2 separate regions of the Triticum aestivum genome follow, and region 1 is linked to region 2. A link is a contact called in public Hi-C data. All regions are on one chromosome and are shown on one strand. Each heading gives the region's core, a stretch centred on a gene start, on an enhancer-like site or on the middle of the called end of the contact. The rest is flanking DNA. Distances are from core to core; before and after follow the strand shown.

What was found. Hi-C and Micro-C count contacts between places; a contact is called where the count stands out from the background.
Region 1: a Hi-C map of leaf shows a contact between it and region 2, with 9 times the contacts expected there. The contact joins the promoter of LOC123158999 here to the promoter of LOC123159787 in region 2. A contact is called at or near these places in 2 of 5 Hi-C or Micro-C datasets (both in leaf).

Annotation. Positions count from the first base shown.
Region 1 is chr7B:384,307,704-384,313,966 of IWGSC CS RefSeq v2.1, forward strand. LOC123158999 (organelle RRM domain-containing protein 2, mitochondrial) reads left to right here and starts at 4,195. Exons shown (of 5, transcript XM_044576803.1): 1 at 4,195-4,493. The coding sequence starts at 4,334. LOC123161191 reads left to right here. Exons shown (of 2, transcript XM_044579040.1): 2 at 867-1,658. The coding sequence ends at 1,444.
Region 2 is chr7B:384,083,725-384,089,991 of IWGSC CS RefSeq v2.1, forward strand. It overlaps LOC123159787 (multiple organellar RNA editing factor 9, chloroplastic), which reads left to right and starts at 1,328. Exons shown (of 5, transcript XM_044577615.1): 1 at 1,328-1,751; 2 at 2,250-2,347; 3 at 2,428-2,493; 4 at 2,582-2,755; 5 at 2,836-3,319. The coding sequence starts at 1,402. The coding sequence ends at 2,754.

The DNA of each region.
Region 1 (6,263 bases), core at 2,945-5,444, 230 kb after region 2:
GTTTTCCCTAGAAAATAAATTATTCTTTAGTGTGCTCAGCACATCTATTAATCATTTTTACAAACTGTAGAACACCCAGTTTTTTCTGCTGCTGTTTTTAGACTCCAGATCTGGCCATGTACTTTTTTTAAGAGTAGACGTAGTTCCCGTTATGTTTTGTCTTGTTTGTGAACATGCAAAAGCTTTGCATGTTGATGTATCAGAATAAGAAATGTGCAACCAAACAGCTAGGTCTCCGGCAACCAACAACATCCCAACCATCACAAATGACGATGTCCGTGGAACCTGTTGGCTATCCCCAAATCAGCCATATCTTTGATCCTGTCATTGTAGCTCTGTACTTCTCAGCTTATCTTTTAATCTACGTGTATTCTGCTCCCTCCTGATGATGCAAACAGAGTATGTGCCTTCCCTTTGGGCATTTGGCTTTGGGTGCACCGCCCTGATTTTGAAATGATCAAGTAACACTGCGAAGGCCGCTGATTGTTAATGGTTCTTCATAGTGCTTGTATTCCTAGCGCGTACCTATTTTGTGTGCGCATATTGTGAACCAGCTCTGATTTTTAGTTGCTTATTTATCATTTTTGTCCTGCAGAAGGTAGTTGCTTTACTATAGAGAACTAATAATCCAATCCAAGTAAAAATCTCTGAAATTAGCTTAAGGCCCAAGCTAAAAGATACTATATTCCTAACTTAGATGAGAAAGTTTCAAATCGAGAGGTCACAGCCAACCTTTCCCAAACTTGGTGCTGGGTTGGTCATGTATTGTGCATAGATAACACGCACCAGTCACCACCTCTTGCACAACTGAATGCTGGAATTTGTAGTATTACTAACATGTCATCCTTGAATTATCTCGTTTACAGATAACCCTGCCGATGAGCTTGTGAGCTTGATCAACTCCAACCGTACCGCCAGCAAGGCATCAAATCTTGCTGATAATCAAGGTCTTGGATGCATTGCTCTGCAGTACATAAAAGCATATAAGGGTCAGTGCGACCAGGTGGGTGGAAACAAGAAGCCCGTGGATTCCAGTTTCATCGACACATTTGCCCCAAATTGTGGTGTCCAAGCTGCAAGCCTTGCCAAGATCACTGGGAGGCTCCTGGCGTGCCAGCCAAGCTACCCACCTCCAGCGCAGGCCTTCGACATGCTCATTGCTGATGAGAGGAGCCTCCAAGTACTGCATAGCAAGAACCACACAGAGGTGGGGGCGGCTGTCACCGGCACTTCTGGCGGCGGTCCGTATTTCTGGTGTGTCTTGTTCAGCAACGGGAAGCCCAACTCGAGCTTCACGGTAGAAGGGGGTGTTCCCAAGACTGCCCATCCTGGATGCTTCAGCGGCAACAATGACGAGTGCAGTGGTGCCATTTCGACCGGTGTGGGTGCATGGACACTGGTGTCGGCCACTCTTTTTGCTCTGGCTGGCGCCTTTACTTTGTGAGCTTGTGCAGAGATGCATCGGTGCACCATTCTTTTGCAGATTTTCAGATCTGGTAGAGCACACTAGTTGCAGTGCCTCTACTTCATCGCAATTCTTTTGCTCCTTTTAGCAGGTGATTTCTGTAAGGACTAAAAGGATAATGGTTTTCAACATTTGTGACAACGAGTTTACCTGTGCAGGTTGTTAATGCATTTTGTGTGACCGTTGGAGTTTCGCAGTGTTTTTTTCCAGGAAGGCCATCATGCCTAGCTTAGCTTTATTGATAACTTAAACAGAACTTACATCGTCCACAAAATTAGCAAATAAGCAGCTAGGCGATCATTGTCCGAGGTATAATGTCGGAGCTAAATCCGGCAATCTCTCGGTAGTGTATCCCTACGCTGCATGGTAACATGAGGCATAGGCACGGTCGAGCTGATACCCTACTCCTGCTCATGTATACTGCGATTGGGGTGGGTGGGGTTGTACAAAGTACATGTGAATATCAAGGGATTGTATGTATGCTATGGACAAGCCCGGCCTCCGGCTTATATGACATGAAAGAATTCCTTATTTGACCCTTTTTTAAAATATGGTTCCCTATTTGGCCCTATAAAACGAAATCTTCCTTATTTGGATGTTGGCTTAAATTTTGTTTCCTATTTGACACTTTCGTACATTTTTCCATCCAGTAGTGTTAACTGGCACGTGCAAAGACAGTTTTGCCCTTGGTAGTAGTTTGTCAACAAAAATGGAAAGAGAGGTAGCGCCGCTCCTGTGTTGCTGGAGGCAGCCATGGGCTCGTGTACGCTGCTGCCATGAGCTCGTGTACACCAGCGGTGCTGGGTTCTGCGTCACGCGCTGCCGGAGCGCTCGCGCTCCGCGATGTGTAAAGGCTTTGGAGTTTTAGCAATTAGTATAGGGACGTAAAACTGGACAGAGAACAATTAGAATCCTACATGGATACGTAATGTATACAAAATCGAATAAAGCTAGGAGATCCCCGTTCGGGTTGCACACGTGTTTACGTGCATGTCTCATGCACATTGTGCTTTTTTTCTGACCTGAGAAAGAGAAATAAAAACGTCACTTCGAACAGTTCGACTACATCGACCAGTACAGCCACCAGATCTTCAACATGCTCGTGCTCGTCGGCGCGCTCAGGCAGTACACCGCCACGGCCAGAGCCGCCCACGCGTTGCACGATGTGACGATGATTTAATCGTGTACACGTGGGTAGTAACTATTCTTTTTCCTACAGCGAGTACTATTTTTTATGTATATAGTACTATTTTTTAATTATTGAACTACACCAAAATATATCACTTTTTTTGGGCGAACAAAAAATATCACATTACCTCTGCGTTTGCATGTAAATAATCAGGTCACATTCTACAGAAGGGGCAAAATGGTCTTTCTAGGTCATACTTAACACCGCTACTTGTCAAAACTAACGGAAGTGGCACATAGGGAACAAAATAAAGTTAGAGTGTCAAAAAAAGAAAAAAGATGTTTTATGGGCCAAAAAAGGAAGCAAAATTTAAGAAAGGGTCAAATAAGGAATTCTCTCATATAACATACCCGGGGTCCTAGGTTACATACTGTAGTCGGCTACACTGGTGAGTCCTTCACAACTTTATATCTTTGGCTTGTATATAAGTCTTTCAGAGTCTTCGTATAATGCATCATGGGCCGTCCAACGTGGCCCAGGATGAAACCTTCCTACGTATCCTCAACCCGGCCCACCAGGCCGGGAACCGATGTGGTCAGATCCTTGGGCCAGGACACCGTCAATAGCACTGATTTTCAAGCTTGGTTGCACCTTGGTCTCATCCGAGCTGCACGTCGTCTTTAGTTAACGAGGTTGAAACTAGCTCGATGAAGCTTCCCAAATAGTGCCTTCGTGCAACCAGCCTCTAGCTGTTGGGCTGCATAGAATATAAACATTAATTATAAACTTGGAAATAAATAATAACAAAATTATTATTGCTTTTAGGGTATATTTCCAACACGCAGCCATCATGAGCGCTCACCATCGCCGTCGAAATGTCACGGCGTGCAGCAACGACTGTGGGGCACTATGGCTTGGCACATTCGTCAGCATAGAGCAGGAGGTGCACACGAACGACGCGACAACAGTCTGCTACTTTGGCAGTCGAGCGAAGCTTAACTTTCCCCTCAGCGATCGCGCCCAAGACTACATTGAGCCTCCAGTTAGAATGTTCTCTCGCCGACGAGAAAGAGAACCGCATGGCCGTGAACTAGCTCGAGGCCAAGCGCATCGATAAGACCTATATGGCGGAGCTCATCACAAAGAATATGCATCTTGTCGCTGAGAACCAAGCGCGGTCTGAGTTCAACAAGAATGACGTGATTTGGGACAAGATATTGGCTGGGCCCTCCGACGAGGATGAGGAGACGTTGTTGTCTCGGCCTAGCAACAATGACAATGAGCCCGGTCCCTCCGATGGTGGTGGTGGATGATCCCTATCTTCTCAGACTCGGACGACTTCAACGTGTTCTGCGCCAACTATGGTGATGGCAAGTATAGCTTACATTTGTTTGATATGCTATATCTAACGATAACCCGTCTAATTATGTTATGTATGATGTGCAACCTTTTTGTTAAATAATGTAATCAAGTAGTTTAGATTTGTCTTTGAAATGAATGTTTATGAAAAAAATCAGAGAGTTAAGTTTTAGGATAACTCCTTAAATTTGAGGAGTTAAGGTTTGAGGAGGCTTTGGACGGGCTAATTTTTAGAGATTGAGATGCCCTCCCCGTCTCAACTGGCCCGGTCCATGACCTAACCTTTTAAACCCCAGGTTGACGCAAAGAGAGGAAGGAAAATCAATCACTAACCCCTCACGCACGCAAGCCTTTTCACCCATTCTCCGGCGGCGGCAGCTATGGCGGCGGTGGCGGCAAGGTTCGGGCTCCGACGCATGTTCTCCATCGCCGACTTCGCGACGCCGAACGCGCGCATGTTCTCCATCTCGGCCTTCGCGCCGCCGAGCCCGCCCACGCCTCCCCCGAAGGCCGACCCCTCCCCCAACCTCTTCGTCTCCGGTACGATTGTTGCCCCCCTCTTTCCTTGTTCCATTCGCTCCTGTAACCACACTCAGGCCTCGATCCCCGCCAGAGATTTTGCTCGAAAGCTCGCTTTTGAGTGCGAGAAAATGGTATCCAGTCGATTAGGGTCAGATATCATGCCATGATGTGATGTTGCTAATTAGGTCTCTGCTTAGCCTTATAGATCCGTTCTTGCTAGATGTGCAGCAACGAATTAGGAGATATGATGCTGATTCCTTTCTTGTTCAATGTAAATTTATTACAATTACATGTGGAGGGCACTTTAACTGTAGGCGGTTCAAATCCTTGATGTGGATTATACATTTTACGACATTATTAATCTGGTTCTATTAGTTCCCCGATATTTTTTTTTCTGCGGGGAATGTCTGGTTTTATTTAAGCATCAACGCTACAATCATTACACACAAAGAAAACAAAGAGTTCATAACACTAGCCAGACAACAGATTGCCAGGACACACCACCAGAGTTCATGACACTAGTCAGACGATGAGCAGCAGTATTCGCATCCTGCCAAACTGACAGTCTGCCACCACCTATCTCCACCAACAGAGAGCTAGCTGTGGAAAAATCCTTCTCTACAGCCCTAATCTTGGCCACTGCATTCATGCTATCCAGCTCTAGCAGAAGTTTATGGGCTTCCAGCTTCTCAGCAAGGACGAGACCATCTTCTTCGATATGAATAGTGCACCATGTGAATTGGTTTTGAGCCAGTCTGGGGAGGAGTGTTCCAGCGCTTGGGTTCTTGCCTGCTCCTTGCCACCTGGATATGCTACAGATCGAGCTCCATTCCTCTACCGATTTGTGAATTTCGGCAGCGGCGCACTGTGACTGATGAACACAAGGACTCACCATGTCTTATAGCATTACACATACGCACCAGCTCCTAACATGTTGTTAGGAGGAGCCTTGCCTTGACTTCTTTCGAGCTACCAAGAGAAGTTAGGAACCTCCGCCGCAATAATTGGATGGCGCTCACCCTCAATCTGGCATCCGCAAGAAGAAATCTAGCAAGTGCAAAGGCAAGAAGGGTGGCGATAAAGGGGAGGCACAGGTGGTTCCATGATACACCTTTCTTCTAGACTGCAAACGTGGGCTCAGATGTATCAGTTGTTTTTATCTTTGTTTTCTTCTCCAGTTGAAGTGGGCCGATGGGGTTTCATTAATGACATTGTGACCCCACTGTTGAAGGGTTGCTGTGGCTCTGTGCCGGGTGTGTTTGTAGGTCTGCCTCTCGTCCTGTGGATGCATAGTCCGGGAGTAGTTCACATGGGTGGACAAGTTGTGATGGTTTTCGCCGGTTTTCCATAAATTAACTTCTACTTAATTAATGGATGAGGCAAAACTTTTGCCTCCGTTTTGCAGTTTTTTCTGGGAGAAACACATACGCTTCCAACTGACCCAATGAGCCTTCCTTCCACCAGCTGAGCCCCACCAGAAATTTACCGCGATTGACTGGAGCATCAAACATAGGCCTTTATTATAATGGAAACAGTTCATTGTGTGACCTGGTACCGCCTGCAACAGACTTGATGAGGATTTCTTTTCCAGCCCTGCACTTTCCCCCAAGTATGGTCTAGGATATGCTTAAAACAGTTTTTTTAGCATCCGACCACCGTATGTAGTAACAAGTATCTCTCGTTCATGGCTTAAACACCACCCTGGTACCGCCTGCAACACAGACTTGATGAGGATTTCTTTTCCAGCCCTTGAGAGACATTGACCTTTCCAGCCCTGCACTTTCCCCC
Region 2 (6,267 bases), core at 78-2,577:
CTGAGGTGCACTCAATTAGAGAATGTTTCTGTGAGTGGATATTGCCACACATTTGACAATTTTCCGCATCACTCATGTTTGTGTTATGTTGCACATCTTCCATCGAAAGTGAGTGTTTAGCGAGCCGCCAAAAAAAGGTTCTAATTTTGGTAGGTACCTGAACATTCCAAAGGGATGTCCAACTCTTCTCCTCCCTTGCCCATTTGAAGTGGATGCTCTTCCTTCCAACCAAGCTTCCTTGGCTACAAGCATGCGATAAGCAGACCTCACTATGAAATACCCTTTTTTATCGAACTTGCAGGCCCAAAAATCGCCAATAGAACTTGTTCATAGGCCTAAAAATGTTCATAAAAATAAAAAATGATTGTGAATTACAAAAAAAATCATCCATTCAAAAAATGTTCAGGCATTTCAAAAAAATGTTCGTCAAACAAAAATGTTCATATATTTCACAAATTGCCCCCAAATTTGGAAAAAATCTCATCTATTCAAAGAATGTTCGCCAATTCAAAAAAATGGTCAGGGGTTTCAAAAAACTGTTCACAATTTGCAAAAAAAGTTAAGGATTTTAAAAAATGTTCATGAATTTAAAATATGTTCACAATTTCATAAAAATGTTTGTAAAAAAATATTCACAATTTCAAAAAATGCTCATGATTTTTAAAAAAATTCATGAGTTTGTAAAAGATGTTCACAAAATGCAGAAAGAGAAGGGAAAAGAAAGAAAGAAAATGAAAAATAAAATAAAAGGGCAAACTAATATGGAAAAATGGAAAAATGAAAATAAATAAAGGAAATAATGTAAATGAAAAGGCAGAAAAAGGTAAAAGGAAAAACAAAATAAAATAAAATAACCCAGTCTGGGGTGGTGTAAGAACTTTTGCCATACCGAAAAGGAGCTACTTGGGCCGCCAAAAATGTGTGCATAGCGGGAGCGGGGGTGGGGTGGGGTGTACTCCCTAGGTCGCTAACCAGCAACCTGCGCGCCGAAAAGGATTTCACCATGATGCAGAAGTGTTGTCGATAAAATCACTGACCATCATGGGGGGGGGGGGGGGGGTAGACATGCCAACGGCCACATAGATGTTTCATCCTATCAAAATGGTACTTCTTTATTTTCCTTTTCAAGCGATCTACTTTTTTTTAGAGAGAGTGTGTCCAAATGCGACTGTGAGAAACAAAATATTGGGCCTTGTCAACCATATGCTGTAGCCCATTTTATCTCAACCGAGGCAAACCAGGCCCTATAGACAGACAAATGGTCCGGATAGCAACCTACCCAGCCCATCATCGCAAGGCTAAAACCCTTCTCGTGAAATATCTCATTCTTCTTCTCGCCTCTGTCTCACCTTATCCGCAACCCGCAAAAACCTCACTCCCCCCACACGCACGCTCGCTTCAATGGCTGCCCTGCCGACCGCCGCCGCCGCCGGGCGCGTAGCGGCCAGCGCCTTCACGTTCCCTGCCAAGCCCTCCTTATCCTCCTTCTCAGCCGCGTCTCTCCCCCGCGCCGCAGCCGCGGCGGCGGCCTTTTCAGCGATCGCCCTCGCACCGGCGGGGAGCCTCCAGCGTCGGCGGAGGCCGACGGCGGCCGGCGCAGCGCCCGGGAGCGAGCAGAGGGAGACGATACTGCTCCCCGGGTGTGACTACAACCACTGGCTGATCGTCATGGAGTTCCCCAAGGACCCCGCGCCCACACGCGAGCAGATGATCGACACCTACCTCAACACCCTCGCCACCGTCCTCGGCAGGTAAAACCTTGATTTCCCTTTCTCCCTGCTGATGACTCCTTTCTCTATGTCTGGTGAGAGAAATTTGACGCATTATCTTGTTTGCCTAGAGAAAATGCTACTAGCAATTTCATAGTAGTTGTCACTGGAAAATTATCGAGAAAATGCTAGCAATTCCATTGAGTCGGCTTATAGTCCTCTCATGTTTCGGAAATTGCTATGCAGGAGATAGATATGCAACACATACTCGACAGGTGCTTCTTGTTTGACAAGATTTTTTATCGTATACACATCAAATGATCAAATGTCTATTTATTAGATACTTGGAACTTTGTTCCATCATTACTGCCCATATGAGAAGAGCAGCACTGCCTGCATCTGATGTGATGTGAGCATGAGTGTAGTTTAGCAGGGTGTAACGTAGGCTTCAGTTTTCCTTCTTTAGTTTCATATGGTGCATCCAGATTCAGAAGGGTGTATACATAAAAGTCTAGACTGAGTAACTTGTTACAATTGCAGCATGGAGGAAGCCAAGAAGAACATGTATGCCTTCAGCACAACCACTTACACTGGGTTCCAGTGCACTGTCGATGAAGAAACATCAGAGAAGTTCAAGGGTAATTCTTGATTTACGCACTGTTTTGGTGCACAATTTCTTGGTATTTCCTTGTTTAAACTGTTCTTACGTTGCCTGTAGGTTTGCCTGGTGTCCTGTGGGTGCTCCCTGATTCCTACATCGATGTGAAAAACAAAGACTATGGAGGTTGGCATGACACAATATCTGTAGCTGCACGTTTATGTGCTTCTCTTGTCCTAATCACTAACATATTCACTGTTTTGTCTCCCTTCAGGTGATAAATACATAAATGGTGAGATCATTCCATGCACATACCCAACCTATCAACCAAAGGAGCGGAGGACCTCAAAGTACGAAAGCAGACGGTATGAGAGGCGAAGAGATGGCCCTCCTGCCAGCAGGAAACCGAAACAACAGGCCACTCAGCCTGAGTCGGCGTCTTCATGAGGTAGAATTGCATGCTAATCCACGCTTATCAACAGTTTGGTGTTTAAATTGACCCAAATCCTTATCTTGCCAGTTTTGCAGGCGATTACTCGCATACTGAAACAACAGAGAGTGCTCAATTCTATCATCTGACTCCGCCACCATGTATTGGGAGAGCTTCTAGGCACACAATTTCATCCAAAGCCCAAAATATGATGTAGCACTTGAGCGAGCGACCTGCGCAGCTGGATTTGGGGTTTTGGACCACAAGGATATCTTGAGTGGACTAAATCTAAGTGTAACAAAAGACTGAAATCCTGGTCCATCAAAAATGTTATTCCTCAAGTATCTTGTGATATTTTCTGTAATGTTTAGTGGTATCCCTGATCGTGAGAGTTCATTCACATTGAGCTTGATTGAACTGAAGTTAGCTTTTAGTCGTGATAAGGATAGTCAGATTGTGCTTGGAATTTAGGATGTTGAGTGGAGTGTGATTGAAAGTCCTTGTTATGTGGAATGCGGTGAATGTGTGCACTTGTCATTGTAGCTTGTTATTGTTCCAAGAAATCTGTATTTTGTTTTGTCATTATTAACTTCAGGCTTGTGTCATCTGATCAGATGGTCTAATCACAAATAAATAAAAGGGACACCAAGGACATCTCCAATAGTTTGTATGTTACTCCCTCCGTAAACTAATATAAAAGCGTTTAGATCACTATTATTAGTTTACAAAGGAAGTACTTGCATATCATCACACAACTACTCTAATAGAGTAATTTATGTTATCCAGATAGAAGTTGAGGGAAATATATGCTTGCTCTCTCTTCCATGGTTGTGGCTATTGTATATATAACCTCACTCTCTTTTGTTCTTTCTCACATCATCATAAATCTTATGTGGCAAATGTCATCAACTATTTCACAGCTTTGAATAAAGCACCATTCCAAACTCTGCCTTGTAGTAACCCTTCGAAGCAGTTGTCTGTGTAACGGGTCACTTGTGCACCCTCCCTATGTACACCACATACCACTTTACCCGCCATGACAGTTGACAGAGAAGTAACGATTCAAGACGTCTAGTGCTAGTGAAATCGGTGGTATCTGCGAGACCTATCTATCACCTTTTGATCATGGTATCCATCACCTTTTGATCGTGGACGCACCGCTTTGGGTTTACAAAGACATTGATCGCTGGATGAGATCCTTCTTTTGGGCTGGAAAAGATAGAACCAACGGTGGCCAATGCTTAATGACATGGAATAACATTTGCCGTCCAGTGGAGTAGGTGGTCTAGGGATTAAAAACCTGAAACTCCAAGCTTTGGTGCTGCGTGTTCGTTGGGAGTGGCTGCGACGAACTGAGCCTGATAGACCGTGGCAGGGTTTGTCGATGATGGTGGATGATGATGCGCGAGCTGTTTTTGACAGCTTCATTCGCATTTCAGCTGGGGATGGGAGGACCGTGCTCTTTTGGAGAGATCGATGGATCCTTGGCTTCACCATACATGACATTGCACCAACGATCCTTGAGTTGGTGCCAGTGAGTAACCAGAATCGGAGAACGGTGCACTCATCATTGATGGACAACGGATGGGCTACTGATGTGCATGGAGAAATCTCATTCGTGGCCCACCTTCAGTTGACACATCTCCTACATGCGATCAGTATGGTGCCACGTGACGAGGGGGTGCCAAACCATTTTTCGTGGCCGCGCGCGGCATCTGGTACATACTCGGCTGGTTCGGTATACAAACGCCTTTGTCGACGACTCGTGCGTTTCCCCTACGCAAGATGCATCTAGAGGAGTTGGGCTCCGCTGAAGTGTCAAATATTTGCTTGGTTGACTGTCCAATACCGCCTTTGGACATCGGATAGGAGGGCGATACATGGGCTTCAGGAGGAGACCTCGGCTTGCTACACTCGCCTTCAGAAGGAAGACGACGTTGATCACATTCTGGTTAACTGTGTCTACGCCCAGGAAGTTTGGCACGTATGCTTTCCACAATGCCAGATCAACGTGCGATGCCCCACAACTGAGGACAAGTTTACGGATTGGTGGTTGGAGCAGAGATCTAGGTTCTTTGGTCAGCACAGGAGGGGATTCGATTCGATGATTATTGCGATAGCTTGGGCTCTTTGGAGGCAGCGAAATGCTGGAGTTTTCCATAGGAGAGATCAGGAGCGTTTTCCTAGGCGATTGGTTAGCGTGATCTTCCATGAACTTGCTGACTGGAAGGAGGCCGGTGCAGGTGGTCTACATAGTTTTCTGAGAGAGTAGTCTAGACGTAGTGTGTAGTGTTTGGTGTTGGTGTGCTAAATCCGGTGTTCGCATTGGATGGCAGCCTCTTGTAAATCTTTTTGCTCCCTGCTATAAAAATATAGTATGCCTTTGGCGTTCTCTTGAAAAAAAAGCAGCAAGCGAAGAAACACAACGTATGCATGCATGATCTTATACCCAAAAGGCAGAACTAGTTCGTCCTAACTACTATGGTGCCATCCTACCACCACATCCAAAAGAGGGTGTAATCCCGCAAGTTCATCATCAACATAAGGGGTTAGTATATACCGCTTCATCAAAATATGCATGCCAACAACACTTTTCAAGCCGTAGCTACCACAGAATGCACATCGCCATCGTCATCGATCATCATGCCGCTGTCACCACCACGAGAACACATCACTAGTAATAGTGCTTGCCCAGTCAGGTCCTAAGACATAGCACCCTATGGGCGTCGCCCATGCCAACGAACCCAACCATGTGCCATGTTGTCAAGCAGGTGACTAAGAGCAGCCATCATAGCCTCCCTACTAAAGCCACCTTGTTCCATTATGGTGTTGTACAAGGAAGGGTGGATGTCAACCGACTTTCCCTTTTCCATGGTTGTGATTGTCTTACATAGTATAACCTCACTCATTTTTTGTTATTTGTCACATCATCATAAAATCTTATGTTGCAAAATTTCATCAACAATTTCACAGCTTCGAATTTAAGCACCATTCTAGACTCTACCTTGCAGTCTTGGTTTGAATTGCTATGTACATAGCTCCTTTAATTAGTCGCAGACCGCGTCATGGAGACTCATCCCATGCACGAAGGGCGGCAACAACCAAATTTTGTTTGGCGGACGTTGCTCGTTGTTTGGAGTGGGAGGCTTCTTTTACTGATGGCTTTGGGTACGCCCTTTCCTGGGCTTTGGGTGCAAACTGAGTGATGTCGACATCATGTAATTCTTCGGTCCTTCCTGGCGTCCTCACCCGTCTGTCATGCCTGTGCTCCTTCTCCTACCATATTTTGCTTGTCTGATGGTTCCATTTTGCTTTCACATGTCACTTGTGTGGAAGTAGCCAATGATCTGACCCATTATGTGAGCGACATGAGTGTCGCTTGCTCCCCCTTCTCTCTCTCTCTCTCTCTCTCTCTCTCTCTCTCTCTCTCTCTCTCTCTCTCTCTCCTGTCCAGGCATTGTCTAGGTTGTCCGTCCGGACATATGAGGACACTTAGTTGGGACGCTCTAACTCTCACACCTTCATTTTGA